Linked DNA regions of Oryctolagus cuniculus: region 2 is linked to region 1. A link is a contact called in public Hi-C data. All regions are on one chromosome and are shown on one strand. The core of a region is the stretch at or near the end of the contact, and the rest is flanking DNA. Distances in the headings are between cores, read along the strand shown.

Region 1 (6,914 bases), core at 2,089-4,588:
GGACCAGTTTAGTCTAAGCAATTTAAGGGAAACTTATTTAACACCAGTGCTTCAACACAATGCCTTTTAGAAATGATTTGCAATCAGCAGGAAAAGTACCCACTGACAGATAAAAGTAAAAATAAAACTACATATTTATCTGATATCCAAAAAAGAATATTTCCACTTTGAAAAGTCAGTGACAAATTATTTCTTAGGACAAGATGGTCTTGAACATATTATAACTTGTGAATGATAGCTGATTAGGTAAGACAAACAATTATGAGTCTGTTACTTCTAGATTTATCAATTCCAATAAAATCTGTAGAATTAGAGACAAACTCCAAAATGACTTGAGAAATGATCTAATAAATGTACAAAAATAAGCTTTTGAAATCCCAGGTCCCGGTTAGATTGTGATGACTGATTCCATACAGGGACAACTGCACAGGAACACACATGTGTAACACGTTGGAAGGCCAGGTATCCTGGCTTGCTCTTACATGGCCGGCTAGCCGGAACTGAAGATTATTTTTCCTCAAAGTTTTACATGATATCCAAAGTGTATTCTGCTCAAGTTCTCAAAAACTCCCACCACCAAAAACTGCAGAAATTTCTCCTAAATGCTGGACTGCTCATTCTATCCAACTGGAGCTAAACGGGGATTTAGGCATCTTTTTCAGGGTCGGCATCAGAAACTCTTAACCGGGGTTAAAATACACTGGATGATAAAAGGAACTCATTTCCATAGAAAATGACACAACTTGGACTGCACAAGGTGGCAAACAGCCGAAGCACCCTGACAACCACAACATCGACCGTTTTCTCACGGTGATTGGAACTCACTGTCCACTGCCGTTCACAAGTCACCAGAAACAGCCCTCCTGTCCTGGTGTGTGCGTGTCCGTGTTACACGTGTATGCCCTGTCTCCTGCGGCCCATTGCCAAAGCTTTCTGAAAACAAACCGCTGCTCCTCTGGGTGGGCAGGCAAAGCGGCCAGTGCAGTGGGATTTTGTGCAATGCTAAGCTCACTGAATGGCACCCACCAAATGCCATATTTATTTAACTTGTGGCTTTCAGGGTTAGGAAAAAAAAGGGGAGGGGGAGAAAGAGAGAGGAGGTTAGTGTTTCAAAACCAGAATGTCAACCATAAACCCTCTCTGGTCAGGGTGTATCCGCAGTGTATACTCTCGCTTCTTATACAACCTGGGTTCTGAAACCTTCCTACCTCCTGTCTTATTTTTTAAGTAACAAGCGTTTTGCTAAAAAGACCTACACCTGGAGGAGCCCACGCCTTTCCCACCCGGAAAGGAACGCTGCTGGGGAAACTAGAAGCAATGCCTGCGACTTGGATGGCCTCTGATCACAGGGACCCACAACCTCGCGATAACCGAGCCCATCCAGGCAAATCCTGGCGGCAGTTCACCTGGCATGGGTCAAGAGAAAAATCTGACTTCTGTCGTCCATTCGATTTTAAGTTAATTGGATATGGTTTTCGAGACACCTGAGCCCATTTTGCTACTACCAAAAGAAAAAGAAAAAAATCTGCAGTCTGATGAACTTTCTCTTAACTACAAGTTTCCTCAACTGGTTAACAGAGAAAGATTGTTTCACAAGATACACTCTCACACTTAGGAGCGGCCAGATTGCCACTCTAAGTGGAACAGAAAGGTTTCTGAAGCAATGATTCTCTTGACGGGTTAAGTGAATTAGCTGCACATGCCAATTCCTGAAAATGCAAATTTGCCATCATTTTTCAGTTTTTAAAGGACAGGGAAAATAAACTAAACAGTAGAGAAGCCAGAAAGTGGAATTTGGAATTCCAGCCTTGGTGTCTTTTTAAAAGCACTGTCACGAGTAGTCCTACATTTGCAGGCACCAAACAAGAAGGGGCAAACAGCTTTTCAAAATAAAGCTTTGTCATAAAACAGGCGATTTCCTCCAGGAGCCAATTCTCAGCTTACTAACTCACCCAGGTGACAACGCTGCTCCACGGCGCTACCTTTTGCATTGTTTTGCATGGTCTTCGCCTGTCTCTCCTATTTAATTAAATAGCTCCAATTTTACACGTGGACGACTTAAAAGGGCTGAGGGATTCCTGCACGAGGTCCACTTCCAACTCTCGGGCCCGGCGCTGCGGCACCGCCTCGCCGCCCGCGCGCACCGCACGCTCTCTGGCTCCCGCACACACGCGCGCGAGCTCTTGGCGGAAGGCTGAGAGCCCCAACTTCGAGGGAACTCAGCAAGTGAGCGGAGGCACTGTTTCTGGGGCTGCGGGAACAGTCATTTGAGAAACCCCACAATCATCCCCTAACTACGGAGTTCTGGAACGTGCGTCCCGCACACCCCTTCCCCACACTTCCTCGGCTTCGCGTTTGCCAAAGGCAAGTGCCCCCCAACTGCAAGCTGTCTCCCCTCCAGGATCCCGGACGCACAACCCAAATCAAAGTCCTACCGCAGCGTCCTGGCCAGCATTCCGGGAGCGACGCTTTCGGCCCCTCTCATTCTGCTCCCCACATCCACACCCCGCCCCCGAAGTCTACCACAGCCCGGGGTTCGGGGGTTCCCGCCTCGCGGGCGGCGAGTTATCGATGAATCCACACACGCCCCGGCTCCGGAGAGACTTGGCCAAGAACTTTTCACACCGGCGCCAGCGCCAGCCCCTAACAGAGCTTCTCCCCAACTCCTTCCCAAAGCCGCCCGCACGCACGCACACAGACACACGCACTCCCTCCCGCCGGCTTCCAGCCCCTGGCGCTCAGAGAAGCCCTGACCCTCGGGTCCCAGTAACCTGAGGTCACCCAGGAGTCAGCTCTCGATTCCGCTTTTAAAATCCCGGGCACACAAAGCCGAGCATTCTACTTGGAGGGTGTCTCCGCAAAGTTCTGCAAGTCACGCAGCGCAGGGTGCGCGGACACCCCCAGAACCCGCGCCCTGGAGACGCACCCAGCCGGGGCCACGGCGCGCCGGCCCCCGGACGCGCCCCGCCGCCCGCCCGGGCCACCGCTACCTCTTCCTCCTGGAGGTTGGCCTCGCTCGGGGTGTTCTCCTTCTCGGCTTTGCCGCCGTTGTTCATCTTCCCGGTCCTTCGTCGCCGGGCAGGGCTGGGGCGCGGGGCTGGGCGAGGGCGCGCTCGCCCGCTTCTGCCTTCCCCGGGGCGCCGGGGCTGCCTCGGGCGGGCGCCGCGGGGCTGCGAAGGCTCGGGCTGGGCTCCCGCGGCGCGCAGACGACGGCGGCGGGCGACTCGGGGAGGAAGTGCGGGCAGGGCGCGGGCGCGGGCCGGCCGAGCGGGGCGCGGAGACAATCGCGACCGGGAGGGAGACCTGGGGCGGGAGGGCGGGCGCGAGGGAAGGAAGGAAGGGAGGGAGGGAGGAAGAGAGGATGGGGCGAGGGCGCGCGTCCCAGGAGTGAGCGCGGAGAGCTGGGGCTGGGGGCTGCCGCTGCCGGAGCAGAGCGAGGCTGGAAGGAAGGGATGGGGCGGCCGGAGAGGAGGAGGAGGAGGAGGAGGCGCCGGCCGCGGCTGGGACGCTGGGACGCGGAGAGCCGCTGGCTGCGCGCTCCTGGCCGGCTTTGGGAAGTCCGAGTCCGCTGCAGCTCCTTTCTCTCGCCTCCCTCCCTCCCCTCTCCGCTCTCCCCTCCCTCTCCGCCTCCCTCCGCCCTCCCTGGACGTGGGCTGCCGCCGTCAGCCCGCAGGGACGGGACGGGGGCCGCCGAAGCCCCCCGGCGGGAGGAGGGGCCGCGGAGTCGGCGCGGCCCGGGCCGGATGGCGCGCGCCGGGGAGGGGCGGCGGCGCGGAGCGGAAGCGGCCGACCCCGGCCCCGGCTCGACGGCAGAGCGAGGGCCGGGCGGGCTGAGCAAGGGAGGCTGGAGAGCCGGGTCCCCGGGCGCACGCGGCGTCCCCCGCGCCCCGGCTCGGAGAGGGGGCTTCGGGGAGCCGGGCCCTGGCCGTGCGCGGACCGGGGGCTGGGATGTGCCACTTTTGTTTGCCTGCTTTCCACGAGGGAGCTGCGCGCCCCCGGGCTCCTCGCCGGTAGGGGCTGAGACGCGGGTCGCGCCCTCGGGGCGAGGGCTTGGAGGCCCGGGACGGAGGAACGCCGGGGACAGCCGGGCCCCCGTGAGCCCCCCGCGAGCCCCCCGCCGGCCCGCTCTGGAGTTGATTGTTCACCTGGCCTCTCTTTGGGGAGCGCCTTCCTGGCAAAGGAGACCGAGCCCTGTTTATCCGGCTAATCCCGCGGCTGTTTAAATGAGCCCCCCGGCACACAGTGGGCACTTTTCTAAACGAGTCTTGGCAGGCAGCCCTGGAGGGTCAAGGCATTCGGGCAAAGCGAGGCGCCCGCCTAGTGTTCCCGCCGCGCCTCTGGGGGACTGCCTACTTTATTTTCTCGTCCGTGAAATGGGTGCAGTTACCCCGGAGTGTGGGGGGCACGCCTCACACCCTCCTGCCCGCTGTAGGCTTACAACATGGATGCTAACATCATTATGAAGAAAATTTCCATTTCTTCTGGGCCTGGAGCCTTTTGTCTTATGGGTCCAGTTATGCGTCTAAACTTGACTGCTACAAATGTATAACCTTACAACTCGCAACTAGTTCGTTCAGCGCCGCCTCCCGCTCCCAGGAATTCCTTCCTGCACAGCACCTATCACAGTTTCTATTTATTGACTGGCCTGCCCTTTATCTTGCCTCCCCTCCCCCCTCCAGAGCTTATACAGCTTTGAGTGCTGGTGGGGGTGGGGGTGACAGCAGAAGATAAGACCCTGCCTGTAGGGAGCTGAAAATGGAGTTGTGGAGACCAGATACCAGGAACAACTCCAAAGCAACAACATCCTGGCAGAGCACAAACATCTTTTGCTTTAAGGGGATCAGGAAGGGCCATTCAATAATCTTCTTGGATTTACAAGAGAGTTTCACAAAGTTCATGGAAAATGCTTACTATGAAAAAAAACTATGCATGAATTTCCAACCCCCCCCCCAATTTTTTGCAGCCTGGTAAATGTATATTTTCATTCCATCTTTCCATGAGCTTTTTTGAAATACCATGGTATGTACCGGGTTTGTTCTTTGAGGTCTGCAGATTTTGAAAGAAAAGTTTTCTATCCGGGAAAAAAAAAAGTTTTTCTCTAACTGCTGCCACGGTGTCACCGATCTCTCTGGGAATGAAGGTGCATTGCACATCGATGAGAATAACCTAGGAGGAGGCTGTTGAAGCCGCAGCTGAAGATGTTCCGAGGGGCGAGGCTACGGGGAGTCCGGAAGCTGTGTCTGCCTTCTGATGTGTTGGCCTGGGCTGGCAGCCCTGTCCGCGGCCTGCTCCTCCCTCAGTTAGAGGAGGAACCACGAGGGGGCGATATCTTCCTGAGCAATAGTTGAGCGGTGGTCTTGGGCCCTGTGCCCTTCTCCACTCTTGCCTGTGACAGAACCAAACCCCCTTTTGCTGAGCCTGACAAACCCCAAGGAAAGTGACGATTAAGCCGGTCCTTGATGTCTCCAGCCAGGCCTCACTTCGGAGAAGGTGGGTTATGTTGTATGACTTCAGGATCCTGGGGGACCCCCCCCCCCAACCCAGCGAAGTGTGGCTCCCTCCCAAACTCAGAGACTGCTGCTCCTATCTTCAAGCCAAACCAGGACTTTGTCCATTGTTGAGGTCAGAAATCTCTGGGATAAGAAACAAAACATTTCTAGGAGTTGTTTTGTTTTTTTGACAGGCAGAGTGGACAATGAGAGAGAGAGAGAGAAAGGTCTTCCCTTACCGTTGGTTCACCTTCCAATGGCCGCTGCGGATGGCAGGAGCCAGGTGCTTCTCCTGGTCTCCCATGGGGTGCAGGGCCCAAGCACTTGGGCCATCCTCCACTGCACTCCCTGGCCACAGCAGAGAGCTGGCCTGGAAGAGGGGTAACCGGGACAGAATCCGGCACCCCGACCGGGACTAGAACCCGGTGTGCTGGCGCCGCAAGGCAGAGGATTAGCCTAGTGAGCCGCGGCGCCAGCCTCTAGGAGTTCTAGGAGGGGATCCTTCTCTGGCTTGTATTGGCTTCCCAGCATCTAGACAGTGCCTATCACATAGTAGGCACTCTGCTGTTTTTGAATGAATGAGCTCCTATTAAATCGTATCTGCCATTGATTTGTAGGCTTGAGTGATGAGGGACCCTTCCAAGATCCCCTAGGAAAGACTGGGTTAGTGGTGGCATCTTAGACCAGAGAAGAAACTCAAGCGACCTAGCGGGGTTGTTAGGTTGCCCTCATTATTGAAGAGAGGGGAGGTGGAGACCTTGTGCACGCTGGGGGACAACTGATGAGATCTTAAGAACTCAAATAATAGAAGCCCCCATTGTTCTGACATTTCAGCAAAGCAGAGTTCACCTGCAGGTCCTACAGTCCGTGGTGAGAGTGCAATCCACCGTGCTTCCAGAACAGCCTATGTGGATGGGAAAAAATGCCAGGAAAAGGCGGATTTCTGTTTTCTGTCCTTTCCGTGAAGAACGGTTTGGACTTATTTGGAAGAACAATCGGGTAATATATTACCAACAAAACCCAAGGAAAATCTATAAACAGGGTTTCACTATTTATAAAACCTTGTGTGACTGAGGGGAGGCGGGGGGAGGGACCCTCGGTCAGGACATAAATGATTTTTATGACTTGTTTACTACTTCAAAGAAAGTGAAGCTTCAAGAGTGAGATCTCAGTAGCGATGGTTTCCAGGCATACCAAGAATTACAAGACAACAAAGGGATTTTATATCCTGGGACAAGTGGGCAGATGACCAAGAAAACCTGCTCCCTCGCCTGCCCAGCGCCCTCCCGCACTGCTGTCTGGCCGAGGTTGCGCGCCAGAGTGGAGGGGAAGCAGTGTACGCACCTGTAGATTTTATTGCCCATCACTGTTTCTCTGGCAGCGTGTATTCTGAGGCTTGCTTTAAGAAATCCAAACCCACAATTA
Region 2 (6,914 bases), core at 1,509-4,008, 180 kb before region 1:
CTTCCGATCCAACTCTGCTGTGACCTGGGAGAGCAGTGGAAGATGGCCCAGGTGCTTGGGGTCCCTGTGCCTGTGTATGGGAAACCTGGGAGAAGGTCCTGGCTTCAGATCAGTGCAGCTCTGGCTGTTGCAGCCATCTGGGGAGTGAGCCAGTGGATGGAAGACCTCTCTCTCTCTCTCTCTCTCTCTTTCTCTCTTTCTCTCTTTCTCTCTCTCTCTCTCTTTCTGCCTCTGCCTTTCAAGTGGATAAATAAATCTGTAACAGACCAGTGTTCCTCAGAAGTATCATTCTAAAGAGAGAGAGGGTACACTCAGAAGTGGGAAGAGATAAGGAGACATGGCAACTAAATTCAGTGTTGAACCCTAGAGTGGATCGTGGGACAGGAGAAGGGTGCAGGTAGTAATAATAATCTAGTGGAAGTTAAATAGGGTATGTGGGAGGCCGGCTCTGTGGTTTATGTGGTTAAAGCCCTGGCCTGAAGCACTGGCATCCCATATGGGCACCCGTTCTAGTCCTGGCTGCTCCTCTTCCGAGCCAGCTCTCTGCTGTGGCCTGGGAAAGCAGTAGAAGATGGCCCAGGTCCTTGGACCCCTGCACCAGCGTTGGAGACCCAAGAGGAAGCTCCTGGCTCCTGGCTTCAGATCGGCGCAGCTGCAGTCGTTGCAGCCAACTGGGGAGTGAACCATCGGATGGAAGACCCCCCCACCCCCGGTCTGTGTAAAATAATAAAATCTTGATTCTAAGCTTCTAAGCACCCGCTTAGAAGACCCGGAAGAAGCTCCTGGCTTCTAGCTTCCAATCGGTGCAACTCCGGCTGTTGCTGCCATCTGGGGAGTGAACCAACAGATGGAAGACCTCTCTCTCTGTCTCTAACTCTCTCTTGTAACTCTTTCAAATAAATAAAATAAATCTTTAAAAAAATAGGATATATGGATTAATAGCATTATACCATGGTTAATAAATTTTAATCATAAAATAAAGTTCTTAGCATTAGAGGAAGTTGGACAAAGGATAGTGAAACTATTTTGTTGCTTTTCTGTTAAAGTTATTTTAAAATAAGTAAAAATACTAAAAATATTTAGTTAGGCTGATGTGGTACAATACATTAAACTGCTGCCTGTTAATACCAGTACCCATATGGATGCTGGTTTGAGTTTCAGTTGCTTTGTTTCTTATCCAGCTCCCTGATATATTTGGGAAAGCAGCAGAAGATGGCCAAAGTGCTTGGGCCCCTGTCACCTACCTGGGAGACTTGGGTGGAGTTTCAGGCTCCTGACTTCAGCATGGCTTGGCCCTGGCTGTTAAGACTATTTGGGGAGTGACTTAGCAGATGGAAGATCTCTCTCTCCCTCCTACTCCACCCTCTTTCAAATAAATCTTAAAATGAGGAAACAGTCTGTGTCTAGGCCATAGTAGACTGCAGGGTTTCATATGTGCAGGGTCAGAGTCAGATGGTTGAGGAGTGGACATGCTCTCAAGGGGCTTACCATTCTTCAAGAGACTGAGCGAGTCAGGCAAGCAGAACAAACCATTGCCTTCAGTTAAGTGATGCCTACAGTGTATGCAATTGAAGTTTCAGTGGCAGTGTGGTATGAAACCCCAACAAGTCTGTAAACTAGAAAACTCTTATGGGATTTAAATAACTTTGTATCCAGATTGACTTCTTCATAGTAGGTTATGCCATGTTTGTATTTGGACATCAGCAACCAAAAGCCCTCAGAGGGTATTGCAGAAAACAGATTTCTTCAGTATCCAGCATTCCAACTGTTTAGGCATCATTTGCTTCATGCAATATATACTTAAAAAAAGAAGAAAGGAGAGAAAAAGGAAAAAATGTGGCCCAATGCAGAATTGGATGGCAGCTTCCTTATGGTTTCTTCTGGGACAGTGGTCACAACCTAAGGGAAAATTAATGGCACAGGAGGAAGGAAGGGAGGAGAGGAGGAGCGGCACTGGTGAGGGTCTCTGGTAGGAAGGGCAGGGGCGTGGTGGATGCACGGCTGTTAGGAACAGGAGGCTCAGTAAACCGCCTCTGTGCTCAGGGAGCATTCTCCCCCCACCTCTTCTGTTTTCCATCAAAGAGTCCCTAGGTCTTAGATTTTGTTATCACAAAAATGGTTTTGTGCTAGAAAGTAGATGCTGGGCAGGCATTTGCCGTAATGGTTAAGATGCTGCTTGCTGTTTCCAAGTGCCTGGACTTGAGTCCTGACTCCATTCGTGATTCCAGCTTCCTGCTAATGTAGCCCTGGGAGGCAGAGAAAACAGAGAAGGCGGGAGGGAGGAACCCAGTCCTGGGATCTGTCTTTAGGAGCTTATTTTGGACATGTTCCAATTGGACATGATCTCTTTTGGTTAAAAAAAGGTGACGTTGACGGAGGGGCCGTGGGTGTCCAAGGAGAAGATGTAGGCCAGGTGGCAGCCCTCCTCCTTTGTTTTATGGGAGTGGAGGGTGAGGCTGTTTTCCTCCGCTTTCTCCCCTTTCCACTGTCATGTCCTCCCAGTCTCCAGTCCCCAGACTGATTTCAACTGTTTTTCCCAAACTGTTGAAGTGTCTCACTTCCATATAAAACTTTGTTCTGTCTCCCTCTGTTTCAATAATTGTTATTAGTGGGAGAGGAAATGGAGTAAACTGAGCTCAGTTGAACTGAACTGTTTGCCCAAAAGGAAAAGAATAAAAGGAGAGTGCTGACTGCCTTTCCTCCCCAGGAAAGCAGGGAGGCCTCAGGCACATCGCCCTCCCTTACTGGCCTCTAAAAATAGATGGCAATGACGTGGTCTGCGCTGGTGCTGCTCTGTTCCCAGGCCCTTCTGCTGCTCAGTGTCCAGCTCTGGAATGTTCTTGCCTTGCCTCTTTGTTTTTCTAATGAAATCTCAGATGTGCTAATTTAGACCCAAAAGAGATAATAATGAAGCCTGGATTTTGATCACTTCAATGTAATCATTTGTAAAAATGGATTGTAAAATAACTATTCTCTTGTTGGTACAGAATTTCAGAAACTCTGGAGGAGTGTCACTGTGGATTCAATGGATGAGGAGAAAATTGAAGAATATCTGAAGCGACAGGGTATTTCTTCCATGCAGGAATCTGGACCAAAGAAAGTGGTGTGTAATCTCTGGAAAAGCCATCCAACCTTCCTCCTCTGCATTGTTACCCTGCTTCCTGTAGTTGTCTCTGTCCTGCGATTTGCTCAGATGCCATTCAGCACATGTCTGCCTTGCAGACCCGTGGACATGCCCCTGGCTGCTGCCCCTCAGGCCCGGCCTCCCTGCAGCATCCCCTGCTGTTTGTAGGCCCCAGCATCGTCCACTGTTTCCCCTCCTACCCTCAGCACGCGTCCCCTGCCTTCTGTGAGGAGCCTGCTCTTCATCTGCTTGGGCTTCAAGACCTCAGTTGTGCTCCCCTCCCCCTTGCTCCCTGAGCCTCATGGTCTTGGTTCCCGGCTCTGTCATGGCCTTGATCACACTGAATTGTCCCTGTTGATCTTTGAGTCTCTCGGGAATCATATTTTGGTCTTTATAGCGCCTAAGTCCTGCTCATCAGAGACCTTAGTAACCAAATGACAACTCGAAAATCGTCTTGTGCCAGCTAACTGCAGGCTCTATGTAGTCCAGGAACAAAGCCAGCTTGGAGAATAACCCACCAGCACCCTTGACTGTGGCTACTCTGCCTCTCTCCTCAGGCCCTAGGCCCCCATCGTACTTTGTAGCTTGTCTGTGGCTTTGTGGGGTGTGTGTTATTCAGTGAGCATTCAGAACTCAGAAATGGAAGATTGACTGCCGGTAATTTCTCCAAGAAGCAGTGTCATTGCAGCCCTTCATGAGTTCCGATCACTGCTTAATTTGTGGACTTAACAATTTTTTTTTCATTTAATGATGCAGAACACTAATGCTGACTTGACATATTCATATATAATTTTTTCTCTCACATTAACAATTCAACAGAATAATCGAGAGGAAAAGCTAAACACCATATGCAGTATACTCTGATACTGGAATTTAAAAAGTTTATTCCAATCCATTTTTTTTTCTATACTAAAAAAAAAAAACTTTGTTAACATTGATGAGGTAGATCCACAGGAACACGGTGGTGCCCAAGGGCAGCCCAGTGTTCAACCGGTCAGGTTTGTCATTTGGCCCCTCCTGCACGTAGAATTTTGACCATGCTGAAGAATGCTGGGGAGCGTGGCGGGGCCAGCAGCCATGAGAGAGGGCACAGTAACGCGGATGGCGCCATTTTGCTGGGCTGGCTGTTGATTTCTTTTTATTATGTGATTGATGTTAACGTTTCTAATATACAGAAAAGAATGGAGAATAACATTAAAAGCCCTTGTGTGTCCACCCATCACCCAAGTTTGCCATATCAGGATCTTATCATATTTGATTTTTTTTTAAGTGGTGATAGTGGATTTATTTGTAAGCCCGATAACAGACAAATGACAGTTTCACTGACTCTCTCTTACTGACTTGGTGCCTGCAGGAAGGTTTTTGTGCCAGCCTGCTCATTCCTAGGGAGGTTTGCATCGCATCTCTTGAACAAAAATCCCGGGTCTGGCTCAGGTTGGGTTGTGGGCTGTGCATTGGCATATGGGATGCTGGGCTCCAGGGCAGGGAGAAAGTTCCAGACCCTTCCTCCTCTGCTGTTGGGTTCTATGCTTAGGAAACCCTGACCATCGTACCCTTTGGAGTAGCTGCTTGTTTCTAACTATTCTTACCTTTTCCTTTAGGCACCCATTCAGAGAAGGAAAAAGCCTGCTTCGCAGAAAAAGCGACGATTTAAGACTCATAATGAGCACTTGGCCGGCGTGCTGAAGGATTACTCTGACATTACTCCTGGCAAATAGGGACAGGTTTGTCCTTGAACAGAGGACCGATACACATCAAGGTTGTTCTGGTCAATGCTTGGGCTCCGAAGACTCACTGTCCTCCATTCTGCTTCCTAGGGCTGAGGAGAGGAGCAGCTCAGTTTACAGAACAGGTGCAAATTACCAGCCTCACACTCAAGCTCACTGGGCAGGCTAACGAGAAATGTGATGTTCCCTGTAACCTCCAGTTACGTTTTAGGGGGAAGGCACTGTGCGTGGCATGCAGGTGTCTTTGCTGTTTGTCTGCTTCTACAAGGTTCCTGGTTCCATTTTCCCTTGTTTATTACTTTAGAGCAGATTGACAGGTAGTCTTGAATGCGATATTTGTTTATTCCGAAAGAACATATTTATAATAAAATAATTGTAGAAGGATTTTAAAGATGTTAGTGAATTCAGCTTGTTTCCTTTGATTTCTGGAAATGGCAGGCAGCAGTGCCGGCCTGGCTTCCAGGGCGCCTGTCTGGGGTTTGTGAAGATGGAACTCTGCACTGTGTGCTGAGCATGTGGGTCTCATAGTCAGAACACAAGGTGTTTCTCCTGTAGCAAGTTAAGCAATAAAGATGCACTAAATGTCCTTGTTCATGTTTTCTTTTAAAAGTTTAGCCTCTTTCTTCTGGTGGAGAGCCCCCTGTTCCCCTGGCACTTCCCCGCTTGTGAGCAATATCAAGGCTGTATGGGTTCTCAGGAGTTAGGGTGACTTACAGGAAATTGATGGGATCGTTCCTGCCTTCTGTGGCAAACCATTTTCAGATGATTTGCTGAGATCTTTTCATTGATTATCTCAGATCCCATGTCACAGACTAAGTTGTAGTGAAGTGTAAAGACAAAATCTCATGTTTCAGAAAGTAGTTAAGATTCCCTTTGGGGTGCCTACACTGCATATTGGAGTATTGGGTTCAGTTCCTGGCTCCAGCTTCCTGTCAGTGCAGACCCTGAGAGTCAGTGATGTAGTGGCCTAAGGATGTTGGGTTTGTGCCAGCTCACATGGGACTTAGAGTGAGTTCTCAGCTCCTGGCTTTGACCTGGCCCTGCCTGGCCATTGTAGGGATTTAGGGAATAAAATAGCAGATGGGCTTCCTTTTTTTCTCTGTTAAAAAAGGTGGTGTGATGGTAGGTGCTTTGTGCAGACAAGGAACCTTGTTTTGCTGTCTTAGTTCTTACCTGTTTACAGTGTCATCTATCTGATTTACCTGCTTCCTATTGCCCAGTCCCAAACCATGGCAGGAGATGTTGTAAAACTGAGGTGCTTATGTTAATTTAGAACAAAGGAAATTCAACATCTCTTGCTGTATTCCAGAAGTTTTTTGTTAGTAAGGAGCTCTAATATATTATAATATATTATGGCATAAAAGTGAGTTTTCCTCAAAAAAAGAAAAAAGCTGGTATATCATCAGATGCCTACTTTAAAAAAAAGTTTTTAAAATTTTTTATTATTTGGGGGAGACTGAGTGTGTGAACACATGCTTCCATCCACTGAGAAGCTGAGCTGGGCAAAAGCCAGGAACTCAATCCAGGTCACCTCTGTGGGTGGCAGGCTTAACCACTTACGGCATTCCATCAGCACTGCACCCCATGGTTAGCATTAGCAGGAAGCTAGAGTCAGGGGCTGAAGTGAAGTAGTAAGCCCGGGTGCTCTAGTATGGGATGTGGGCATCTTAACCGATCGGCTGAATGCGTGCCCCAAGATGTCTACTTCTGTGGTCTACACACTATATCCTGTTTTATGGGTAGATCTAGAAATGCATTCTGGGTATCTCAAATCCTTCTCTTACTTTGCAGAGATAGACATCAAGACCTTCATCTCAGGTTCTAAGATGAGATGCTTTCCTGCCACTTGTGATATCCTTAGTGACTTCTCACTAAGCCTGAGCCTACCAGGAATTCAGACTGGACTGATGAAGGAAATGTCTCTTGCTTTTTTTTTTTTTTTAAGGATTTATTTTATTTATTTGAAAGGTAGCGTTAGAGAAGGAGAGACAGAGCTCTTCCATATGCTGGTTCACTTCCCAAATGGCTGCAATGGTGAGGGCTGGGCCAGGCCGATGCTTTCC

The links. A called contact is a pair of places that touch in the nucleus more often than the background predicts.
Region 2: a contact with region 1 is called in a Hi-C map of psoas muscle, with 2.8 times the contacts expected there. The contact joins the enhancer-like site here to the promoter of RBPMS in region 1. A contact is called at or near these places in 2 of 6 Hi-C or Micro-C datasets (psoas muscle and an unstated tissue).

Annotation. Positions count from the first base shown.
Region 1 is chr2:80,423,598-80,430,511 of mOryCun1.1, reverse strand. RBPMS (RNA binding protein, mRNA processing factor) reads right to left here and starts at 3,338. Exons shown (of 8, transcript XR_007918162.2): 1 at 2,991-3,338. LOC138848503 (collagen alpha-2(I) chain-like) reads left to right here and starts at 3,453. Exons shown (of 2, transcript XM_070068518.1): 1 at 3,453-6,914. The coding sequence starts at 3,453. The coding sequence ends at 4,223.
Region 2 is chr2:80,602,880-80,609,793 of mOryCun1.1, reverse strand. It overlaps GTF2E2 (general transcription factor IIE subunit 2), which reads left to right. Exons shown (of 8, transcript XM_070068516.1): 7 at 2,988-3,103; 8 at 4,726-5,437. The coding sequence ends at 4,842. Among named protein-coding and RNA genes, the nearest start is that of SMIM18, 56 kb to the left of the region's middle. Within about 2 kb of position 2,758, at least 5 of the 8 cell types and tissues checked have an H3K27ac peak or open chromatin away from gene starts, as enhancers often do.